Regions from separate parts of the Sus scrofa genome. Here region 1 is linked to region 2. A link is a contact called in public HiChIP or PLAC-seq data. All regions are on one chromosome and are shown on one strand. The core of a region is the stretch at or near the end of the contact, and the rest is flanking DNA. Distances in the headings are between cores, read along the strand shown. Region 1 has its middle 11 kb from the start of ENSA. Region 2 has its middle 15 kb from the start of ARNT.

The links. HiChIP or PLAC-seq counts read pairs in DNA pulled down with a chosen protein or histone mark.
Region 1: a contact with region 2 is called in an H3K27ac HiChIP or PLAC-seq map of skeletal muscle, with 2.2 times the contacts expected there. The contact joins two enhancer-like sites. A contact is called at or near these places in 3 of 5 promoter capture datasets (fetal liver and liver), 1 of 47 Hi-C or Micro-C datasets (alveolar macrophages) and 1 of 2 datasets of contacts at active chromatin or transcription factors (skeletal muscle).

The regions. Positions count from the first base shown.
Region 1 is chr4:98,515,151-98,519,534 of Sscrofa11.1, reverse strand. No RefSeq gene overlaps it. Among named protein-coding and RNA genes, the nearest start is that of ENSA, 11 kb to the left of the region's middle. Within about 2 kb of position 2,169, at least 3 of the 83 cell types and tissues checked have an H3K27ac peak or open chromatin away from gene starts, as enhancers often do. A contact at or near this core is called in skeletal muscle, where this site is marked.
Region 2 is chr4:98,316,600-98,320,980 of Sscrofa11.1, reverse strand. No RefSeq gene overlaps it. Among named protein-coding and RNA genes, the nearest start is that of ARNT, 15 kb to the left of the region's middle. Within about 2 kb of position 1,795, at least 4 of the 83 cell types and tissues checked have an H3K27ac peak or open chromatin away from gene starts, as enhancers often do. A contact at or near this core is called in skeletal muscle, where this site is marked.

The sequences.
Region 1 (4,384 bases), core at 920-3,419, 200 kb before region 2:
AAAAGAAAAAAGGATTAAGTAATCAGACCAACTTTAATTAATAGTTATACTGTGAAATATTAACCCAGGGAAGGCCCTAGAAAAATCACAACAAGAGAAAGAAGAAAATTTACATAGCACCTGTTGCATGTCAGCCACTGATAGCAGCTTAACTCTTTGTTGTAGTATTTGTATTTCAAAAGTACTCAGCCAAAAAAAGGGCAATTTTAACCCAAAAGAATGGATCATGAATGGAATGAAATGTGTCTCTTAAAATCTCATGAGGCAGGGTTGGAGCAGAGGGCTTTCCATATTAAAATCACTTCACTGGAGTGGGGGTGGGTAGGAGGAGGTGGGAGGCTGACCGGGAGAGAGGAGAAGGAAAGCCTAAGAAGATCCCTGTAGGGAGTTCCCACTGTGGAACAGTGGGTTAAGAATCTAACTGCAGCAGCTTGGCAGTTCGATCCCTGGCCTGGCACGATGGTTGCCACAGCTGTGGCTGGTGTACATCCCTGGCCGGGAACTTCCATATGCTGTGGGTGGGGCCAGGGTTCCTTGGGCAGCCAACCAGGTAGAACCAGATTCTTTCTCTTAAAACTTCTGCTTTCTCTCTTCCTCTTCCCTTCTTCTCTTCCTCTTTCTTTGTAGATGGTTTAGACCTCTCCTTACCAATTTTTCATTTTCCTTTCAGGTGTCTAAGGTACGCTTTTCCTCAAATATTTCCCCATCTAAGCTTTTCCCACTTACTTGAAAAACTCTGTTAAGATCAAACTGGTCAGCATTGTTAGCAGTTGGGAGAGCAGTTACCCTTGGAGGGTAGTGACTGGACGGGAGCCTGAAGGGGGTTCAGAAGTACTGGTGATGTTCTGTTTCTTATTCTTGGTGCTGGTTACATGGAATGTGTTCCGCTTGTGAAAACTGAGCTGCATACTTAAGATGTGTGCACTTTTCTAGATGTATATTAAGTTTCAGTAAAGGACTCTGTGAGCCAGCTATAATGGAAAAAATAAAAATCATTTAAAAATAAAATAAAATAAAATAAAATAAAAAAATCAATAAAGGTCTTAAGCCCTAACAAGCAAAAACAAATATAAGCTCAAACAAACCCCCCACCTCCATTTAAGTTTCACCTGCTTCAGGGAAGTGCGTGGATAATAAAAACAGGTTTAAAGGAGTGTAGAAAATGATCTTATTTTTCCCAGAATCACCAACCACTGCTAATTTTCCAATGTCTAATGTATCCAATTTTGTCTTATTGACAAGGGGCAGTGGCAGTAGGAATGGAGGGGCACAGAGGAATGAGACATTAGAATGCAGACTCACAGAAGTTGGTAACCAGTTGATATATGGCTCAATTTCATACAGAGAGGAAAGGGATAAGGCAGGTTAAGTTTAAGCTAGGGCATATGGAGAAAGGAAATGGAAACTATTGTTCAAATCAGATCTGGGCAAATATAGTGAAAATATATTATGAATGTATTTAGAGGTTATTTTAGATATCTAAAAGATAAGCAAGTTCTTTTGGAAAATACTTTTTTTTTTTTTGGTCTTTTCTTGGGCTGCTCCCGTGGCATATGGAGGTTTCCAGGCTAGGGGTCCAATCGGAGCTGCAGCCACCGGCCTACACCCCAGCCACAGCAACGCAGGATCCTAGCCTCGTCTGCGACCTACACCACAGCTCACAGCAACACCGGATCGTTAACCCACTGAGCAAGGGCAGGGATCGAACCCGCAACCTCGTGGTTCCTAGTCGGATTCGTTAACCACTGCACCACAACGGGAACCTCGGAAAATACTTTCTGATACAAGCTATTTCTAACTCTAAGCACTGCTTAAGAGTAATATATAAGAATTATGATTACTAAAGAAAAAATTAGGATTACTTAGGGAATGATTGAAATTATACATCATTTACCCTTGAGATAGCTAAATTGCTGAGCATTAGGAAGGGTGGAACTTAGAATGAGGGTAAAGCTGAAAAAGTGTGGCTTCACTAAGACTAGCGCCATGTCTGAGGTATAAGATGTGCTCAGAAATGATTCTGTTTGTGACTGGGTGGGAGGAGGTGATACTTTGGAGTGATTAGGGAGGATCTGAGATATTTGAGCAGAGATCTGAATGAGGTGGGGAGCAAACCAAGCAGCTGTCGGGAGGAAAACTGATCCATACCGAGGGAACAGCAGGTGCAAACTCCTGAAGCAGGGTTAGGTCTTTAGCGTATTTGAGGAGAGCAAGGTCAGTGTAGCCATAGCCAGAGTAAAAGAGGAGATGCAGGCAAGGAGCAGATTGCTTTCGGTGCTTTGGATTTTACTTTGTGTGTGATTAGGCAGTCTTTAGATGGTGTTGAGCAGGGGTGAAACACAAGCTGAAGTATTAAGTGGATCAATCTGGCTGCTTTGTGGGGAACGGGAATGGAAGCAACAGCAGGAAACCAATTAGGCTTTTATAACAGTTCAAGGGAGAGATGAGAGTGGTTTGAACGAGAAGGTAGTAGCTATAGAGAAGGATGATAATGGCTGGATGTGGGATTTTGTAAGTACAACCAGAATTTGCTGTTATAAAAGTCCAGGATAACTTGCTTGGCCTGAGCAACGAGGTAAATGATCTGGGGACATCTGAAAGTGGGAGGTTTAGGAGAGGAAATGATAGATTTTGTTTTGGACACATCATATTCTATAAAGACGTCATTAATTAATCAGCCATTAATTAATTTAAATTTTACAGCTGCACCCGTGGCATATGGACATTCTCAGGCTAGGGGTCAAATGAGAACTGTAGCTGCAGGAATATACCACAGCCATAGCAACTCGGGATCTGAGCTGCATCTGTGACCTACGCCACAGCTTGTGGCAACACCGGATACTTAACTCACGGAGCGAGGCCAGGGATCAAATCTGAATCCTCACGGACACTATGCTGGGTTCTTAACCCACTGAGCCACAATAGGAACTCCAAAAAAAAAAAAAAAAAACCATTTAAAATATCTATACAGTGGAACATTATTTGACAATAAAAATGAAGCACCGATATGTATTACAACATGAATGAACCTTGAAAAGATGCTCAGTGAAAGAAGCAGTCACAAAAGACACATATTGTATGATATCATTTATATGAAATGGCCAGAATAGGCAAATCTGTAGAGATAGAAAGTAATTAGTATTTGCCAAGGACTGGGGGGAAAAGGGGAATGACTGCTAATGGGTGTGGGTTTTTCCCTAGGATGATGACATGTCCTAAAATTGTGATGATAGCATGGTGCTGTGAATATACTAAAAAAAAAACAAACCCCAAACCAAATTATTCACTTTAAATAGGTATATTTTATGGTATGTGCCTTATATCTCAGTAAAGCTGTTGTCAAAATAGATAGTTATCAACACGTTATGAAGCTTTTTTTTTTTTTTTTGGCCACAGCATGCAGCAGCTTGACGTGGGATCTCAGTTCCCAGGGCTTCAGGGGTGAAAGCGTTGACTCCTAACCACTAGACCACTAGGGAACACCCTGAAGCTATTTATTTATTTATTTATTTGTTTGTTTTTTAGGGCCGCACCTGCGGCACATGGAAGTTCCCAGGCTAGAGGTCCAATTGGAGATGTAGCTGCTGGCCTACATCTCAGCCATAGCAATGCTAGATCTGAGCCACATCTGTGACCTACACCACAGCTGAGGGCAATGCCAGGACCCTCACCCACTGAGCAGGGCCAGGGATTGAACCCACATCCTCATGTATACTAGTTGAATTCGTTACCACTGAGTCACAAAGGGAACTCCCTGCATCTGGATTCTTAACCCACCATGCAACAGTGGGAATTCCTGAAGCTATTTTAATAGAGAATTTTAACCTGCTAAAAATGAAAGAAAAATGAAGAGGTCAAACATAGCTATTCAGAGTTTATGTCAACACACCATAACCAATGTAAAAGAGTTTGTTAATAGCAAGCAACTAGCTTTTTCTTTTTCTTTCAAATAGCTTCTTGGTTGTTGGACTTCATAAAGCAATCATTCTTTTTTTCTTTCTTTCTTTAAAGCAGATATTCTTAATGTGTCTCTGTGTATTGGATTACATTCAGCTTTAGCATATACTGATACCAGTTTTCCAAAGTATGGAAATCTGATTTTTTTTTAAGGGCTGCACTCGCAGCATATGGAAGTTCCAGACTAGGGTTCCAATTGGAACTGTATCCTCCAGCCTACACCACAGCCACAGCAACCCAGGATCTGAACCAAGTCTGTGACCTACACTACAACTCATGGCAATGCCAGATCCTTAACCCACTGGGAAGAGCCAGGGATCGAACCCACATCCTATGGATACTAGTCAGGTTTGTTATGCTGAGCCACAGTGGAACTCCCGGAAATCTGATTTTTGAACTTGATGCAAGCTATATTTCTTCTCTTTCC
Region 2 (4,381 bases), core at 546-3,045:
TAAAATTCTTTTAAAAATCTGCTTTTTAAAAATAAAATGCAATAAAATACAAAGTAAAATGAAAACTGGCCAAGATACACTGTTAAGTGAAAAAGCACAAAATAAGTATTATTTTGGGAATTCCTACTGTGGCTCAGAAGTAACGAACCCAGCTAGTATCCATGAGGACTTGGGTTCAATCCCTGGCCCCACTCAGTGGGTTAAGGATCCAGTGTTGCTGTGAGCTGTGGCATAGGTCGCAAACACGGCTCAGATCTGAAGTTGCTGTGGCTGAGGCATAGGCCTGTGGCTACAGCTCCAATTCAACCTCTAGTACTGGGAACCTCCATATGCTGTGGGTATGGCCCTAGAAAGACAAAAAAAAAAAAAAAAAAAAAAAGTATTACCTTGTGAATAAAAATACACATTTTAGTAAATACAGAAATTGAAGCTGGAGAAATTCACCAAACTGTTAACCAGGTATCTCTGAAGAATGAGATTAATGGGAGATTTTTATCTTTTGGTATGTGTATCTGTAATGTTTGAATTAATATGAGTTTACATCTCATTTGTAATTATAAAAAACAAATATATAACAATTTTGTTTCAAGGTCCATCACTAAATAGATGGAAGGTGGAGTTCCCATCGTGGCACAGCGGTTAATGAATCTGACTAGGAACCATGAGGTTTCGGGTTCGATCCCTGGCCTTGCTCAGTGGGTCAAGGATCCGGCGTTGCTGTGAGCTGTGGTGTAGGTTGCAGACTCAGCTCAGATCCCACATTGCTGTAGCTCTGGCATAGGCCAGTGGCTACAGCTCTGATTCGTCCCCTAGCCTGGGAACCTCCATATACCGCGGGAGCGGCCCTAGAAAAGGCAAAAAAAAAAAAACCTAAATAGATGGAAGCTATTACTGTGAGCCCCAAAGCCTGGTTTTGTTTCAGTTTTTCCTACCCTAGAAAGAAAAAGATAATACCCTTATCGTCCCTCAACTTCTGCACATAATTTGAGATGGTAAGGTCAAGGACAAGAGAAATTTGGAAACTGAAAATATTTTTTATTGCTATAATTCGTGTTACCTGGGAAAAGAAAAGCTTGAAGCCTGGGACTATACCTCATTCTCCATTCTGCCCCAGCCTCTAGCACAGTGATTGACATCTAGTAGGCAATCAGTAAATATGAATATGTATTAAATATACAGCACACCTTTCAGGAGTTACTTTTTTTCAAGGTGTCATAACGCCTTGAAAACTTATCTGCTTGAACAAAATAAATTTTGAGTAGATAATATCCCCACAAAAAATCCTCCCAGTTCTTACCTTGAAGCCCTGGAGGATGTCCCTCCAGAAATATTCTGTATACTTACAAGTGTATACACACACACACACACACACACACACACACACACACACACTCTATAGAAGCTTCTGTGATGAATCCAATAAAACCTTACAGGAAATGATAGTAAATGTTGCATTCAAGGTATATGTATGTGTATAATAACTAATGCTAGGTAAAATAGTTTTGTCTTTTCTGATTCAAATGTCCTAAGAAAATTCTTCTTGAGGAAAAGGGAAGATTTTAGAGCTCCACTGTTCTTGTTGACAAGACACCTCCAAAGTTCCTGATTCTTTAAGGCAGGTATGGGAGATTCAAGAATTCACATTTCTAGCAATTTCTCAGGGGATGCTGCTAATGCAGAGAATCATTGCACAGACCCGAAAAGCTGGCTACCGAACCATCTTCTACCACCCACGTGATCCCACTTAGAAGGTATTACTATGAACTATTAACCTTGGCTGTCCCAGCCCTGGCAGTGTTGTGGAAATATACTTCTACTGATCTAGGCTCCAATTTAATCTAGTGGGATCGTTTTCTCACTCACTATGGGAGTGTCTGAAACGTGATCCTGTTTTAGTTGAACTATTCATGAAGCATCACAGTTCAGTGTGGGAGTGGGAAAGGGAAAGAGCCACCAACCACTCTCCTTTTGTAAGAAGGGTCTGATGAAAAGAGGAGAGGCTGCCAAGAGATATGCCTGAGTAGGAGACTGCCCTGCCAACAGCCAGCCTCGGATAGCTCTCTCTCAAAGGGCAAGTACCCGTCCTGCCTTCCTGGTGAAGTTTTTATGGGAATAATTCCAACTCTTCTTTCTGCAAGTTTGGGGACTACTAGGGAAATGTCTGAGGGAAGTAAAGAGCTTTTTCTCCTTAGAGATTTTTTTTTTTTTTTTTTGCAAAGTGAAACTTTCATCTGAGAGGGAAGTCTTGAGCATAGTCTTGCTCTGAAGCAAATTTGGAGGACTTCTGTTAGTCCTGTTAGCTAGAGGATGTCTTTGATTTTAAGGATTATAGTAAGAAAGTTTTATGATGATATTTCTTCACCATCACCTCTCCCTTCAGACTAAACTTATGGCCAGGAAAAAAAGCTGAGCCTTTTTAAGTTTGGGTTGTGGGGTTTTGTTTGTTTTAAGAAATCAGAGTTCCCGTTGTGGCGCAGTGGAAATTAATCTAGCTGGTATCCATGAGGATTTGGGTTCAATCCCTGGCCTCTCTCAGTGAGTCTGGGATCCAGCATTGCCATGAGCTGTGGTGTAGGTCGCAGACATGGCTCCGATCCCGTGTTCCTGTGGCTGTGGCGAAGGCTGGTAACTGTAGCTCCCGTTCGACCCCCAGCCTGGGAACTTCCATATGCCACAGGTAGAGCCCTAAAAAAAAAAAGCAAAAAAAAAAAAAAAAAAAAAAAAGCAAAAGAAAGAAAGAAAAATATAGGGTACTACAGATGGAAAAAATATGGGTACTACAGATGGGGAAAAAAAAACGCAAGGAAAGGAAAAGGTGATTGATCTTTTTTGGAAGTTAAGTGGAAGAGGAACTGACATTGCTGCAGTCATGTAAATGAATACTGTTATTCTGTTCCCTACTTTAGCAGGACTGAATTTTACATAAACCAATAGATTCTTTTCCCTACTCTAATCCTGAGCAGTACTACTATTCAACTCAAAATAGAAACCTTAAGAACCACTAAAAAAATTCTAGGGCAAGTCTTCTCTTTGGAAAACAGATCTTGAATTTACTGTTTTATCTGTCATTTATACCTGTCAAGAAAAGCTATTTTATCTAGGAGGTTTCAGAAGAATGGAAACAGAATATCCAAGTCTCCAATAATTTGTTATGGTTTTTTACCCATTCTAAAAACTTTTAACTAATTTTGTATTTAAAATCTTGTATGCTTTTTCTTAAAGATAGGGACCTCCAAGTGTATAAATGTCAGGCCGTGTAAAACCTGGATTGGATCCTTGCACTTGAAAATAAAAGCCAAAAAACATACACATCATACTTGGAACAAAAACAACATCATCTCTTTTCTTTCCTCCTTTCAATAAGGTTATATGTTAATTTTTAAGGGAGAGGAAAGATATCCTCAGACTAACAGGAGCAAAATTAGCTTCCTGGAATTTGACAGCTGTAAGTGAGAAGTTTGAGACCTTTGAGTCAAAGTTCAGGAATTCAGATTTAATTAGGGGAAGCCAAAATAACTTGATGGGAGTTTCCACTGTGGCTCAGTGGGTTAAGAACCCAACATAGTGTTCATGAGAATACTGGTACAATCCCTGGCCTCACTTAGTGAGTTAAGGATCCAGGGTGTAGGTTGCATATGTGGCTTGGATCTGGGGCTGCTGTGGCTGTGGCTGTAGCCAGCAGCTACAGCTCTAGTTCTACCCCTATCCTGATAACTGCCATATACTGCCTATGCAGACCTAAAAAGGAAAAAAAAAAAAATCTCAGATAACTATCTGCTTAAGAGAAATAGTAATACACAACAAAGTCTTTGTAAATAGCTATTTTTCTGCATATCAAAGAAGAGTATTTGTATATGTGCAAAATATTGTAAAACTGTTAACTGGGTATCTTTTCAGATGCCCAGGAAAAAAAAAACAAAAAAAACAAAAACTTGATGTTTTCCAGTTTCTAGATATTTAAGGTTTTCCATCCCTCTGTAGCATACAGGATTATTTGCAAACCAGCCACCTCCCTGAAATTCTCTCATCTCTTCTGGTTTACCTACTTGAAACTATTCCATCTGTGGTTCCTTGACCTCTTTCCTCCATCATAAATGCAAACATTCCCTTGTTTCTAATTCTCCTTGGACCATCTCATCTACTTCTGTGATTTCAACTATCCTATCCTTGGGTGACTCAGGAATAAAGATCTTGCTCTTCTTTACTCCTGAACTTCAGTTTCTACCTTCTGAGCTTGCCACACCTGTACCTTTAGATGCAATGTACTTTCAGAGGTTTTGCAGGAATGATTAGAAGACTGATGCAACAATTAATTTTTTAAATTTTATTGAAGTATAGTCAATTTACAGTGTTGTATTAATTTCTGCTGTACATCATGACT